Linked DNA regions of Mus musculus: regions 1 and 3 are each linked to region 2. A link is a contact called in public HiCAR-type and HiChIP or PLAC-seq data. All regions are on one chromosome and are shown on one strand. Each heading gives the region's core, a stretch centred on a gene start, on an enhancer-like site or on the middle of the called end of the contact. The rest is flanking DNA. Distances are from core to core; before and after follow the strand shown.

Region 1 (3,872 bases), core at 1,344-3,843, 520 kb before region 2:
AGTCCTCAGCAGCAAATTCATGGGCATAGTTGGGAAGGATCATGATGCTATTGTGGGCTTCAGAATTGTTCCCACTCCATCTCTGCTATTGCCACCCTGTTCCCTCCACTGGACTGGTGATCCCAGCCTTCTGAGCCTTTGCTGAAAGGACTGTGGCTGCGGTAGGCTGGGCTGGTGGAAGGTCCCACGTGCACAGCTGCTGGACCCTGGCATGTGCTGATGCTATTAAAAACAAAATACCAGCACTGCCATCCCAGCTCCTGGAGAAAGTCTCTGCATGACAGCCTGCGAAGTAAGCTTGTATTTGAATTTCATCTGCAACCCTGTTGCCTCCAGACAAACTCAAACCTGCACAGATGGCCCCTCGCACCAAAAAGTAAAAATAACAAAAAGCTGGCGATTCCGAGCCTCCCTTTTTCTCTGGGCAGATGTGCAGCAGCACATTTTGGGAGGCGCACCGTCTGTATCCCCACGCTGCATCCTCTCCCCTCCTGTGTGTTCACACTTCCCACCCTCTGGCTTGCTGGTGGGTAGCAGCTGTGGGTAGCCCTTTGGATGGGCTTGTACAAGTGCCTAGAGTGTCTGAGCCTTTGTGTGGAAATTGGGATCTAGAGGGGGAAAGTTAAGAGTTGAAAACACCTCATCTGTTCTCTACTACCCAAGGTTGGTCATGGTATCTATGAGAGGGCTCAAGGGAGAGCAGAATGGGTAAGTGGGTCAGGAGACCAACAGAAGTGGAGAAGGAAGGGCCATGTGCACTAGTGCACAAGAGCAGGAGGCTAACACCAAGTCCCAGCTAGCCTTGGGAGACCAGTGGATCGTTCACTTTTCCTTAGCTGAGGACAGAGATTCTAAGCCCTAGGGTTATAGTTAAGAGCTGGAGAAAAGCCCAGAGAGCATCTCTCAAGGTCACCATGGGTCAAGAGATGGCCAAAAGTCAGAGCAGGCAAAAGCCCTACACACCATGGGAGACTCAAGTCTGGTGGGCCACGTGACCTGAAGCCCCACATTTCATTCAGAAGTGGTAGCTAAGGTTTTGGGTCCCCTAAAAAGTCAGAGGAGATTAAATTAGAGTAACAACGGTCAGAAGAAGTAAGAAGTTTATGAATCCAGAGACATAGCCAAGCCACAATGCTATCTAGTTTCAGGAAGGGCTCCATCTGGGTGTTCAGAGGCGTCCATCTTGCCCAGCTTGGCTTGGTTCTGTGCTGACTTCATTCTCCACTTGCTATTTTCCAGTATCTTTTAGGCTGACATTCCTGCCGGCCAGAACTTCCCTCTCAGAGTATCAAGCTGAATGAATGGTCCTTAATCACAGTGGTCAAGGAATGTGGAGCTAGGGCAGGACAGGCATGTGGCATGAATCAGTCCCTGGGGCAGAACTCATCATCGGAACTACCTGACACCACAGAAGCAGGGGGTGGGGGTGGGGGTGGGGGTTGAGGTGGGGGGTGGGGGTTGAAGGGAGGGAGGGGGCGGCTGTCAGTGGTCTGGCAAAAGCAGCAGATACAGAAATAGCACAGAACCTGGTTAAGGCCTGAACAACAACAGAGGTGAGCTGCTGAACAGCGGCATCCTGCATTTCACAGCAGGACTCTAGCTGTAACTGGGAAGCCATGGTCACCCACTCCCCAGAAGTTGCTAGCTCCATTACGCAGTTTCAGTGACTGGCTTGGAGAAGCAGGCCTACCCCCATAGCCTCGGGGTTGGGCACAACTCAGCAGGGTTCTGTTAATTCTTCCTTTCCGCTGTGTCCTAGGGCTCCCAGTGTTTTGGCTTCCATATACCTTTTCCTCAACTTCACTCAGAGTAAAGAGGCAGTCCGAAGGAGGGTCTTCCCTAGCCAAAACTCCAAATTCTCTACAGAAAGCCTTTGTGCACCACGGAGCAAACCACACGGAGTGAGCCCAAAACCCCATGGCTGTTCTGGGAAGCACGGGCACAACACACGTGGTTGAATGTGCAAGGGCACTAGTTAGAGGGCATGGGGAGATTAAAAACAAAAGCATCATCTCAGAGGGACATATTGAGGCTGGAATGTTGGTAAATGAATCTGGAGAAACTGAACAAAACGGAGGCTCAGCAATTTGCCCAAGGTCAGACACTGAGCCTGGCTTCAGGGCCTACAGCTACATTGAGCTGCCTCGGAGCCTTAGCCTTAGATTAATGGAATGTCCCATTAACAAGCTCCTGAACCCTCAAACCCAAAATTGGGAGGGGCCCAGGTATGGGTTTTCAGGGCCGCAGGACCTAGCCGCTTAAGCCTGAAGAGGGCGCGCATTCCTCTCCGGGACTGCTGGCAGCTCAGCCTTTCTGCCTGGAGCACGCTTCCTACCAGTCCCAAGCACTCGGGTCCCCCCTTTTAGGCCTCCTCGGGCCCGCCAGTCCGGGATGACAGCTTGGCTGGGCCCCACGCCTGGACTGCGCCCGGTACGGCGCCTCCCCCCGGTCACGCGGCACAGATGGGAGAGGAGGAGGACGAGGAGGAGAGGAAAGGAGGCCCTTTGGGGCAGAAGGGTAGGAACCCGCTGCACTGGGCGTCGCCTCTGAAAGGGGCTCTGTGCGGCTCGGGGAGAAGAAAGGGGCAAAGAAATGGAGGAGGAGCTGTGTAAGGAGCAGTGATGCAGGCTCAGGTGTCCGGACCCCACCGCAGTGTTCCAGCCACACCCAGACGGAAACCATGGTCGACGGTTTGGCCTGCGCCCGTCTCTAGACTGCTAGCTGGGGGAGCAGGCACCCCTGTCACCTCATTGTGCACGGAGCAATAGGCCTCGCCATGTTAGCCAGACCAAATGTAGCCCTTAGGGCAAGGGCAGAACGTAGGAGTCGGAGCCCAGAACCTCTTGCCACGCAAGCCACAAAGCAAGGCCCAGGAGCCCTGCTGTCCAGGGCAGATCTTGGTGGCGCCACTTTCCAGCCACGTGGCTTGGAGCAAGTTTCTTTACTTCATCTGTGAAATGGGAGAGCGCGCACGTAGTGGGGTTATTATGTAGGGGGGTTTCGTCCCCTAGGGCTGGGCCTGCCTTGGTCACAGCTCTCACCAATGCAGCGGGATAAAGAAACTGAAGTTGGGGACAGAACCAGGCCGCCCCAGTCCCGCGCCGCCCAAGACCTCCATGCGCGCGCGCGCGCGCACCTTACCCGCCTCCTCCTTCGGAACCCGCAGCCCCGCCCTTCTGGCTCAGGCTGAGCTCCACGTGCGGCGTGTTTACACACGTGACTCCAGGGCCCGCCCACCCAGCCTCCGCCTCCGATCCGACCCCGCCCCTGTCCCCGCCCCATGTCCTCTGCGGCTGCGCGGCGTCGAGCTAACGCAAAGCGCCTCTGTAACAGAGCCAAAGCGTAGGTGGATCTCTGGGTAGGCGGGACTTTGGGCCTCCTCGTGGCTTCCTCGCGCACCGCGAGGGGGGCGGGACTGGACGGTCACGGGCGGGGCCAAGTGTGAGCGCAGGCTCTAGGCAGGGCGTCGCGTGGGCGGGGCTGAAGAGAGCTGGGCGGTGGCGCTGGGGTCCGGCGCATGCGCAGGCACACCAAGCTGTACAGCTTTCAGACCTGCTTTCGCCACGTTCCTAGTCCTGCCCCTGTGTAGGCTGAACCAGGTAGAACTAAGAAGGACACATTGACGCCCACATTTCACTGCGTTTTGGGCAAAGACGGGCTCTCCAGGATTCTCTTCCCTTGCCCTCCTGCTATTTCTCCCTTTCTTCTGGATTGGTTCGGTGCAGGCCTGTTGTGGCATCCTGTTTGTCTTTGATACCTTACCAGTCATACCATTGAAGCTCATTACACCTTCTCTTTTTCCTCTCTCCCTCTCTTCCATCTCTCTCCTCCGTTACTTCCCACCCTCTTCTTTCTCTCTCATACTAGGGATT
Region 2 (4,067 bases), core at 1,155-3,654:
TGGGGAAATGGATGGCGTGCCCACTCTGCTGCTCAAATCAGCTGTGTGTCTGAGGACATTCAGGTCTGGCTGGGATTTCGGATTCTCCACCGAATCTGGTCCATTTTCCCTCTGTCTAACAAGTGTGACTCGTGTAAAGTGCGGTTCAAAGACGAATTTAAATAAAACTCTTGACACAATGGTATTTTTATTGTTACCTGTTAGAAACCTGCAAGGTGAAGGGGAGGGGGAAATATAAGCCCTTAAGTAAAGAAAAAAAAAGTACTTATTAAGGCTTCTATTAAGAAATAACTGCAAAACACGGCCTTACAAATTTCTCAGAGTGCATAACAATGTCACAAAACTTCATTTGCATGGCTTGATTCTTTTTTTTGTTGAAAACTGGGTCAGTAGGGCCTGAGAAACTATTTTTTCAGATCTTAACCAATGAATTCTTCTTTATAAATCGCTGCTCTTAACATGATAGTAGTTTTGAATTCATCATAAAAAAAAAAAAACCTTTTTAGCAGAGCCTCTTAGAATAGATCTCTAGAAGAAGGCTTACAATGAGTGGCAGAGACGTCCTTTGTTATCTGATGTAATTCTTTGCAAAGGAGGATTGGGAACCGAGTGGCTGTTTAAAAATGTCTTGCTTAGACCGAGACGAAGAAGGGGTCAAGTTTGCAATCAAACAGTTATTGCCGAGATGGGCGACTGTCACTGGCTAGGCTAATGTGGGATGCAGCTGTTTGTTATGTGAGCAAAAGAATGTTTGAATCAGTGAACATGTGAAAATGATTCCAGTGAACCAGAAAATGTGTTTGTTCTTTTGCCTCTCCAAACTGCTGGGAACCGAGCGTAAGATCAACCGCGAGAACCAGGACCTCTGACAGGCAGAGGGGTCATATTTTCTAACAGGAAAGCAAGCGGCAGGACTTGCCACACAGATCAGCCACCCCCCCCCCATCTCCCTTTGTTGTTTTTGTTTGTTTGTTTGTTGTTTGATTCATTTATTATTTCACACCATAGTCCATGTCGTTTGCTTCTGTGTGCAATGCAAAGCGAAACTATTTGGAGAGCGTCAGCTTATAAATTTTACTCTTTTATGACATTTAAAAAGCAGGGCCCACTGTTGTGATGCCTCCTGGTTCTCTGGCTTGCCTGCAAAGGCTCTGATGGCATTAATCTCCGCATCTTTCCCTAAAACCTCCTCTCAAGCCACCGCTGTATCCTCGCTTCTGCTCTGAGTCAGAAAACAACTGAAGTTCTGTTTCTTCAGATTTTGCTTTGGAAATCATGCTTAGTATAATTAAAACTTAATGTACTAAGAAACGATACTGTTCATTATATCCAACAGGGCAGTTACCTTCTGAATCCCCCATCATTTTGGAGAGGGGATAATTGAAGTGTTGATGGTGGGAAGGGGGTAATTGAATGCATTGACCCTCCGTTCATTAAATAAAGTCAGCAAAGTTGCATGATCAATGGAAGCCAGGGAGGGAGAGATACAAAGATGGAAATATCGTTAACCCCTACTTCTTCTGCTCTAGCATTTTGAGTTGGACAAGGATTATTTGATCAGCTGGGCTAAAAGCCTTGGGGGTCGGTCTGCTTTTGTTGCTAGAATGCATTCCTGAGATGCTGGGTCTCCATCCCGCCTAGACCCATTGACCACTGCATCAAAGGCCTTTATCCACACCTCCCTGCAATACATTGGTGATAGTGATATGATAGATTTCTTCCTTTCCCACCTTCTTCTCTCTTGTGATTCACCTCCCTGCCCCCATTCAAGATAACCACTGCCTATTCCATACAAACAAACCCAAGCACTCAAAAGATGTTTTTAAGAACAAAAAGGAAAGAAAAAACTCAGTCTGAGGATTAAGGTCTCCCTCCCCTTTTCTTTCTTTCTTTTCTTTTAAAAAATTTTTTCCTTTTTTTCTTTTTTTTCTTTCTTTCTTTTTTTTTTTTTTTTTGCTTGTGCATTCCAATTGTTCTTAAAATATTTGGCAATGTCAATTAGTAACTGAGCAGAGTTAGCTGATGAACACAATTTTCCAGTAGACTGAGCACCCTATTGTTGCCGAGCGAACAGCAGATTTCTGAGGTCATTATCATTCGCTGGTTGCTTGGCCCAGCTGCTTCCTGCTGCAAAAGCCAAACTTTATACTGGAGCTCGGGGATGGCTGCAGCAACAGGGGGCTGGGAGGGGGGGAGAGCGGAGCTGGCTGCAGAGCCAGGGCCAGTCATTAGCAGCAGAGGAAACAGAAAGCAAAAGTTGAGAGGCCATTCCAGGAAAACTGCGAGGGGATCAGGCTCTGCCACCTTTGTCACCACGTTCTACCTCCAGGAGGGGAGCTAAAGGGTGCCCCCCAAGGCATGGCGGCAACTGACCTCTTGTAGGTCCCAACTTTGGGGGAACAATTGTTCCATTTATAAACTGCCTTAAGAATGTTTAGCCCATGGGAGAGCATGGGTGCCACTCCCTCATAGATAGATGAGACACTTTCGTTTTCCATTTTAAAAAGTCATTTGTAGATGCCTTTAGAAACTTGAAGATGAGTAAGCTCATGGATGGCAGGCAGGAAGCAGCGCTGTGTCATTTTGCAAAGGGACCTTTGAACGGGAGGTAGGATGAAATTCCCTGAATAATAAAATTTCATACAAGGGGCTCACTCCTATGCCCGTCAGCTTCTTCTTTTCCTCCACCCTGACTCCGGACCCCCACCCCAACCCCAGATTCATGGATTTGAAAAGCTGCACTATTTTTTTTTTAAAGCTCAGCTGTTAAAGCTGTACACCATATGCAGCCCTTCCGTCCCCGCCGTGGGAGCATGTGCAGGCGGCCACTGTGTTTGTGGAGATTTACGGAGGCCCAGCCTGTGTGTGCCGAAGCAGTGCCCAGGCAGACGCTGGCCAAGGTCCTTCCTCCAAAGTTGATGATTTGGTGGCCTCCTGCCTGGATGGATCCACTGGTTGAGACTCCTGGGGAATGTCAGAGAGGCCAAGAGTCAGAGGCCTGGGCATCCTCCCTTAGCCTTTAGCTCATGGTCCTGAGGTGGTCCACTTTCCTGGAGCAGCTTATGATGTCAGCTGACAGTCACTCACTGGCTGTCACTTCATCTCCTTTCTCCCATGGGAGCCCAATGCTTCCCAATATTTCGTTTTGGAATCAGCTTCCCATCCCAAGGTGGATTCTCATCGCTTTGTGTTTAGCAGCAACTATTTGCAAACAATATGGTGACACTCAGGGGCTTCTGTTGTCACACTTGGCCCCCTCGAATGGGGACTGTAAGCCCTGCTTCCTTTGAGGCTGCATGCTGGCTGTCCCTTAGCAACCCAGCCAGAGAAAAATGCCCTTAGCTCTGACAGTCTTCCCATCGGAAGTATGGCAGAAGAGATTCTGGAGGCCTTCAGCCTCCTCTACACTCTTTACAGTTTGTGGACACCATTTGGGGTACAGCTGATTAGATTCTAGGCCTATGCTTGCTCGAAGCCCAGCCAATGTTCAGATGATGGGCTCAGTTTACCAGTATGCAGACTGGGCGCCCTGTGGTGATCCCCTCTCTCCCCCCTGGTGTGCTCCAGCCCATGGATATGTGAGACACCCAAGGTGCTCCACGGTGCTCACCCAATTGAGCAATCAATGGTCACAAGTAAAACACGGAAGAGCAAAGGGCAGGTGACAGTGGAGGAAAGGATTAAACGGTTAGCTTGGAAAAAACGAGCACAGTTAAGTTTGTCCAGACGCAGGCATAGGAAGAATTGCCTTTTACCCATTCGCGGTTGTCTTTAGGTCGGTAGGAAATTCCACCCACCAGGTTGACTTTACCTGTGCTGAACTGGTGCAGCGTCTGTGTACAGGGTCCTTGGGGGGGTCCTCCTGCTCACCCCACCCTGGTCTTCATCAGGTAGCCTATCCTTTGAATCCCTTCTTTGGGTTGCTTTGCACCTTGCATACAAGAAATACATTTTCTTCTGGAAAGGAAGGCTGGAATGTACCTTAATTTACCCCTTGGAGGCCCAAATTTCATGTGACCTTTGGGAAGCTTGGGAGCAAGGCTAAATTTTGAGTCCTCAGTTTTACT
Region 3 (3,931 bases), core at 649-3,148, 550 kb before region 2:
AATTTTGTTTTGTTTTTTTTTAACCCTAGATTTTTTTCACATCTTTAACTATGTGCAGGTGAGTAGGTCTACGTTGAGGGCAAGCAGGTAATTGCTAGTGCCCATGGATAGACACCATAGGTCCAGGACCCAGAATTTTTGTGAGCTGCCTTACATAGACGCTGGGAATTAAACTCAGTCAGTCCCTCTTCAGGAGCAGTGCCTGCTCCTAACCACTGAGCCACCCTCACAGTTTTAAGAGCTTTCCTATTATACTGTCATTATCTCTGCCCACCCACATCTCTTTCCTTCTTGCCCTACTGGAATTTGGTCCCCATTGGACAATGGCTCTCCCCTCTCCCCTCTCCCCTCTCCCCTCTCCCCTCTCCCCTCTCCCCAGGCACTGGCAGCCAGCACTATACTTTCTGTGCCTGTGAGTGTGTGTGCTCCAGGAACCTTGTGAAAGTGGCATCTCCAGATCACCTCCTGCGTTAAACGGCCCGGGACAGGCAGCAGGCTCTGCCTGGGTCCATCTGCTTTAGACATAAACATCTTGATGCTTTCCTTTCCTTGCATCTAGGGATGCTGGCTTTCCATTTAGGGCAGGGACAGGAGGTTTTCCTTTGCAAACACATGGACTAAAGTGGGAAATATAATTTGTAGTAAGAGGTCAAAGGTGGAGAGGCCCTCGGAACCCAGAACGGAGGGTGGAAGGAGGAGGGGGAAGCCTTGCCTTCACATGTGGAATAGCCTTTGTGTTTCTAACACCAGCAAAAGAATGTGCTGGGTACTGAACTCCACACGCCCAGCCTCCCGGAGCCTCCCAGGCCTCCCCGGGCTTCCTATCACCTCCTGGAAAGGCATGCTGAAGCACACCCCTTTGTCCTCTATCCATTCATCTATCCATTTATTTGCACAGACAAGCCAGGTTTCCAGAGTCTGGGCTGTGGTCTGTGCACACTCAGGAGCGGACCTAGTTGTTTCTGGTCTCACCCCCTCCATGCTTTCTTCCTGTAATCTCAATCCTCCCCTGACCCTCCAGGCGCTGAGTCAGCTGGAATTCCTTCCTAGGTGGGGTTTCAAAGCCAGACAAGCAAAGAGAACAGGTTGGTCCCTAAATTAGAAATAAAGATATGGGGCAAAATGACAATCATAACAATACTAAGAGTAGTAATGAATAACGGTGATGATGATGATGGTGGTGGTGATGACGATGATAAAGATGCGAAACGGGGAGCTTCCTGCAGTTGTTGTGCACAGATGTGGGCTCAACTTTGCCAAATTATTCCATTGTCCCACGAGTCGGAAACCCTCATGCATACAGGAATTCACATTTTTGCCGTTTTTCAGTGGGCTGCCAGCACCTGTCTGTGTGTAACTTCTGTTGGTTGCCAGGCCGATTGTAAGTGGATTCCAACGTGACAGATGACAGCGACTGAGGGATGTTAATAGACTTAGGCCTGGCACCCACAGAGGAATGTGTCCCTGGCTTCGCTGACCTAGTGGGTGAGGACCGCTGCCCTGGGGATTCGGAGGCTTGCTGCAAAGCCTGACCAGTTGCTCACTCTCTCACTCACTCATGACAACCATGATTTTCTGTGGCATAAGATAAGAAACCCAATCCCAACTAGCTAAGTCAATACTTGAAAATAATTGATTGGTTCCAGCATCCAGGAAGTTCCCAGTAATCCAGCCTTAAGCTTGATTGGACACAGGGACTCAACAAATCGGAAACCTGCCTCCCAGCAAACACCCCCCCCCCCCTCCACTCTGCTCTCCAGGAAGAGTTTGCCTCCAAAGCAGGTCAACTTATGTGGCAAGATGGCCTCGTGGCTGCAAGCCCACTTCCAGTCAGCCTAGCAACTCCTGAGGAATGTCATTGGCTCCGCTTGGGCCCCAGGCCTGTGCAGAAACCAATCACACAACCAGGAATGTGGTGCTCTGATTGGCCAAGGCCCTGTCTCCCATCAAAGTGCCTCAGAGGGTGGTGCTTAGAGAAAAATGTTGATCTCTGACCAGAAGTGAGAGCTGAGCCTCCTCCCTCAAGCCCCACCTCTGTGTTGCAGCTGTGTCTGTCTTCAGAAAACCCAAAATGAGGAGATTTTCCTGAAAGCTGGGGATATGGAGGTCGGACACAGAACAAAGCACCCTTGTGCCTTTGCCGTGCTGAGGCAGTCAGTGTTTGCAGCATATATGCCCCCAACACCCGACATGCTTATATACCCTCACTTCTTGAAGTGTCTGCAAATTAGCCTCTGATCCTGGCAAGCCAGAGCTTAGCTCAGAGTCCACACGCATCAGCTGTCACCTCTCTTCTATGTGACTCTAAGCTAAAAGGGGATTTTAATTTTCCTAGGAAGTTTTCATCGATCCTAGCTTCCCATGTAAGGTTGAATTGACTGGACGTGCTCCCCGATACAACAGAGTTAGGACTGACCAGTGTTACAGTCTTCCCACTGTGGGGCTCACTGAAACAGCGTGGGCTCGGGAGGCACAGCAAGTTAGCCTTGGGAGCAATTTGGAGCCATCCTTTCCCTGGGCAAACTTCTCCAGCAGCAGGGCCTCTTAACTTCCTATTCATACACATTTAAGGTGGGCTGGAGACATATCTCAGTGGTGAGATTGTTTAACATATTATGTGAGGCTCCGGGTTCCAGCCCAAGCACCAACACACACACACACACACACACACACACACACACACACGGTGGGGGTAGCTTGTCCAAGGCCCCCACTGTTCGAATAGTGTATTTTTCTGGTCTTCCTTCTCTGTAAACCTTATATCCTGGCTCGTGCATCTACCTCTCCACCACAATCAAGGACAGGGTCACACATGAAACTAAACCAAGACCTCCAACTTGCCTTGTGAATGAATAGTGAGCATATCTCTGGCACACTTACTGTGTCAAACACTATTAAAAGAGTTCTCTGCAGCTCTAGGAGCCTGGAAAGTTAGAATTACACCCATTTTGCAGATAGCCACGGAGCAGAGGGAGGCTGTCAACGATCCAAAAGACCAATGACAGGAGAGAGGTGCTACCTACGCTACACAGCAGCCGCATCGTGTCTCTAAGGCAATGTGTGAGGGTTCTTTCTATAGTCTTCCCCCAAGGCTGTGTTAGCTCTTAAGTGCTCTGGAGCCCATGTAGGGACAAAAGAAAAACGAACTTGTATACCTCAAAGCCAACTATTCCAGACGAGGGACCACCAGTGAGTTTCAAAGGCTTCAAACTGCACTGCAGAACTTTCCCTAGCCTTGGGCAACCATTAAATGTTTTTTCCTCCACGAAGCCCCCCAGCATTCATCTCCTCTTGAAATCATGGCCCCCAGAATTTTCTCAGCTCAGTCCTTACTATTCTAAACAACAACTGTCAATCCACATGGCTGACTGCCTCTCTTCTTAAATGAGATAAAGTTAAAATCTGACTTTTCTTGGTTTCGGTCTTTTAAAAAAAAGGATTGCTGGGATTAGAGAGATGCCTCAGAGGTTCAGAGTACTAGCTGTTGGTTTGATTCCCAGTGGCCACATAGTGGCCCACAGTACTTGTATTTGTATATAAAAACTCAGGGATGGTCTGTGAGTACCACTGAGTCTGATGCGGCAGACTCAGCTCCCTGTATGGTTGGACTCACTGCTTGACTACACAAGGCAAACACATACCCACCATTCAGTATGGTAGTCTACAGGAGCTGTTCAACAAACGGGTCTTGCAGGGACTAGAGAGAGGGTTTGGTTAAGACCCAAGTTGAGCAGCTAACAACCATCTGTAACTCAAGCTCAAGGGGCTCAGACTCCTTCTTCTGGTTTCCATGGACACCTTCACATATACAGAATTATGCGTACACACACATACATAAATAAAAATAAAATAAGAGCAGCCAGCGTCCCACTGTGAGCTCATTTGAGTGACCAGAGCACTCTAAGGCAGCATGGTCCAATCTGTAGAATGC

Evidence for each region. HiCAR-type assays count read pairs that join an accessible place to other places. HiChIP or PLAC-seq counts read pairs in DNA pulled down with a chosen protein or histone mark.
Region 1: a contact with region 2 is called in an H3K27ac HiChIP or PLAC-seq map of embryonic brain, with 6 times the contacts expected there. The contact joins two enhancer-like sites. A contact is called at or near these places in 3 of 115 datasets of contacts at active chromatin or transcription factors (bone marrow-derived macrophages, embryonic brain and embryonic stem cells).
Region 3: a contact with region 2 is called in a HiCAR-type map of astrocytes, with 3 times the contacts expected there. The contact joins two enhancer-like sites. A contact is called at or near these places in 3 of 39 promoter capture datasets (cranial neural crest, embryonic stem cells and hippocampal neurons) and 1 of 115 datasets of contacts at active chromatin or transcription factors (astrocytes).

The regions. Positions count from the first base shown.
Region 1 is chr7:38,084,547-38,088,418 of GRCm38.p6, reverse strand. The region is part of intron 3 of Gm30771 (a long non-coding RNA gene); the gene reads right to left. Among named protein-coding and RNA genes, the nearest start is that of Ccne1, 21 kb to the left of the region's middle. Within about 2 kb of position 2,593, at least 189 of the 459 cell types and tissues checked have an H3K27ac peak or open chromatin away from gene starts, as enhancers often do. A contact at or near this core is called in embryonic brain, where this site is marked.
Region 2 is chr7:37,561,543-37,565,609 of GRCm38.p6, reverse strand. The region is part of intron 4 of Zfp536 (zinc finger protein 536); the gene reads left to right. Among named protein-coding and RNA genes, the nearest start is that of 4930505M18Rik, 110 kb to the left of the region's middle. Within about 2 kb of position 2,404, at least 110 of the 459 cell types and tissues checked have an H3K27ac peak or open chromatin away from gene starts, as enhancers often do. A contact at or near this core is called in astrocytes and embryonic brain, where this site is marked.
Region 3 is chr7:38,110,153-38,114,083 of GRCm38.p6, reverse strand. No RefSeq gene overlaps it. Among named protein-coding and RNA genes, the nearest start is that of Ccne1, 4.6 kb to the right of the region's middle. Within about 2 kb of position 1,898, at least 82 of the 459 cell types and tissues checked have an H3K27ac peak or open chromatin away from gene starts, as enhancers often do. A contact at or near this core is called in astrocytes, where this site is marked.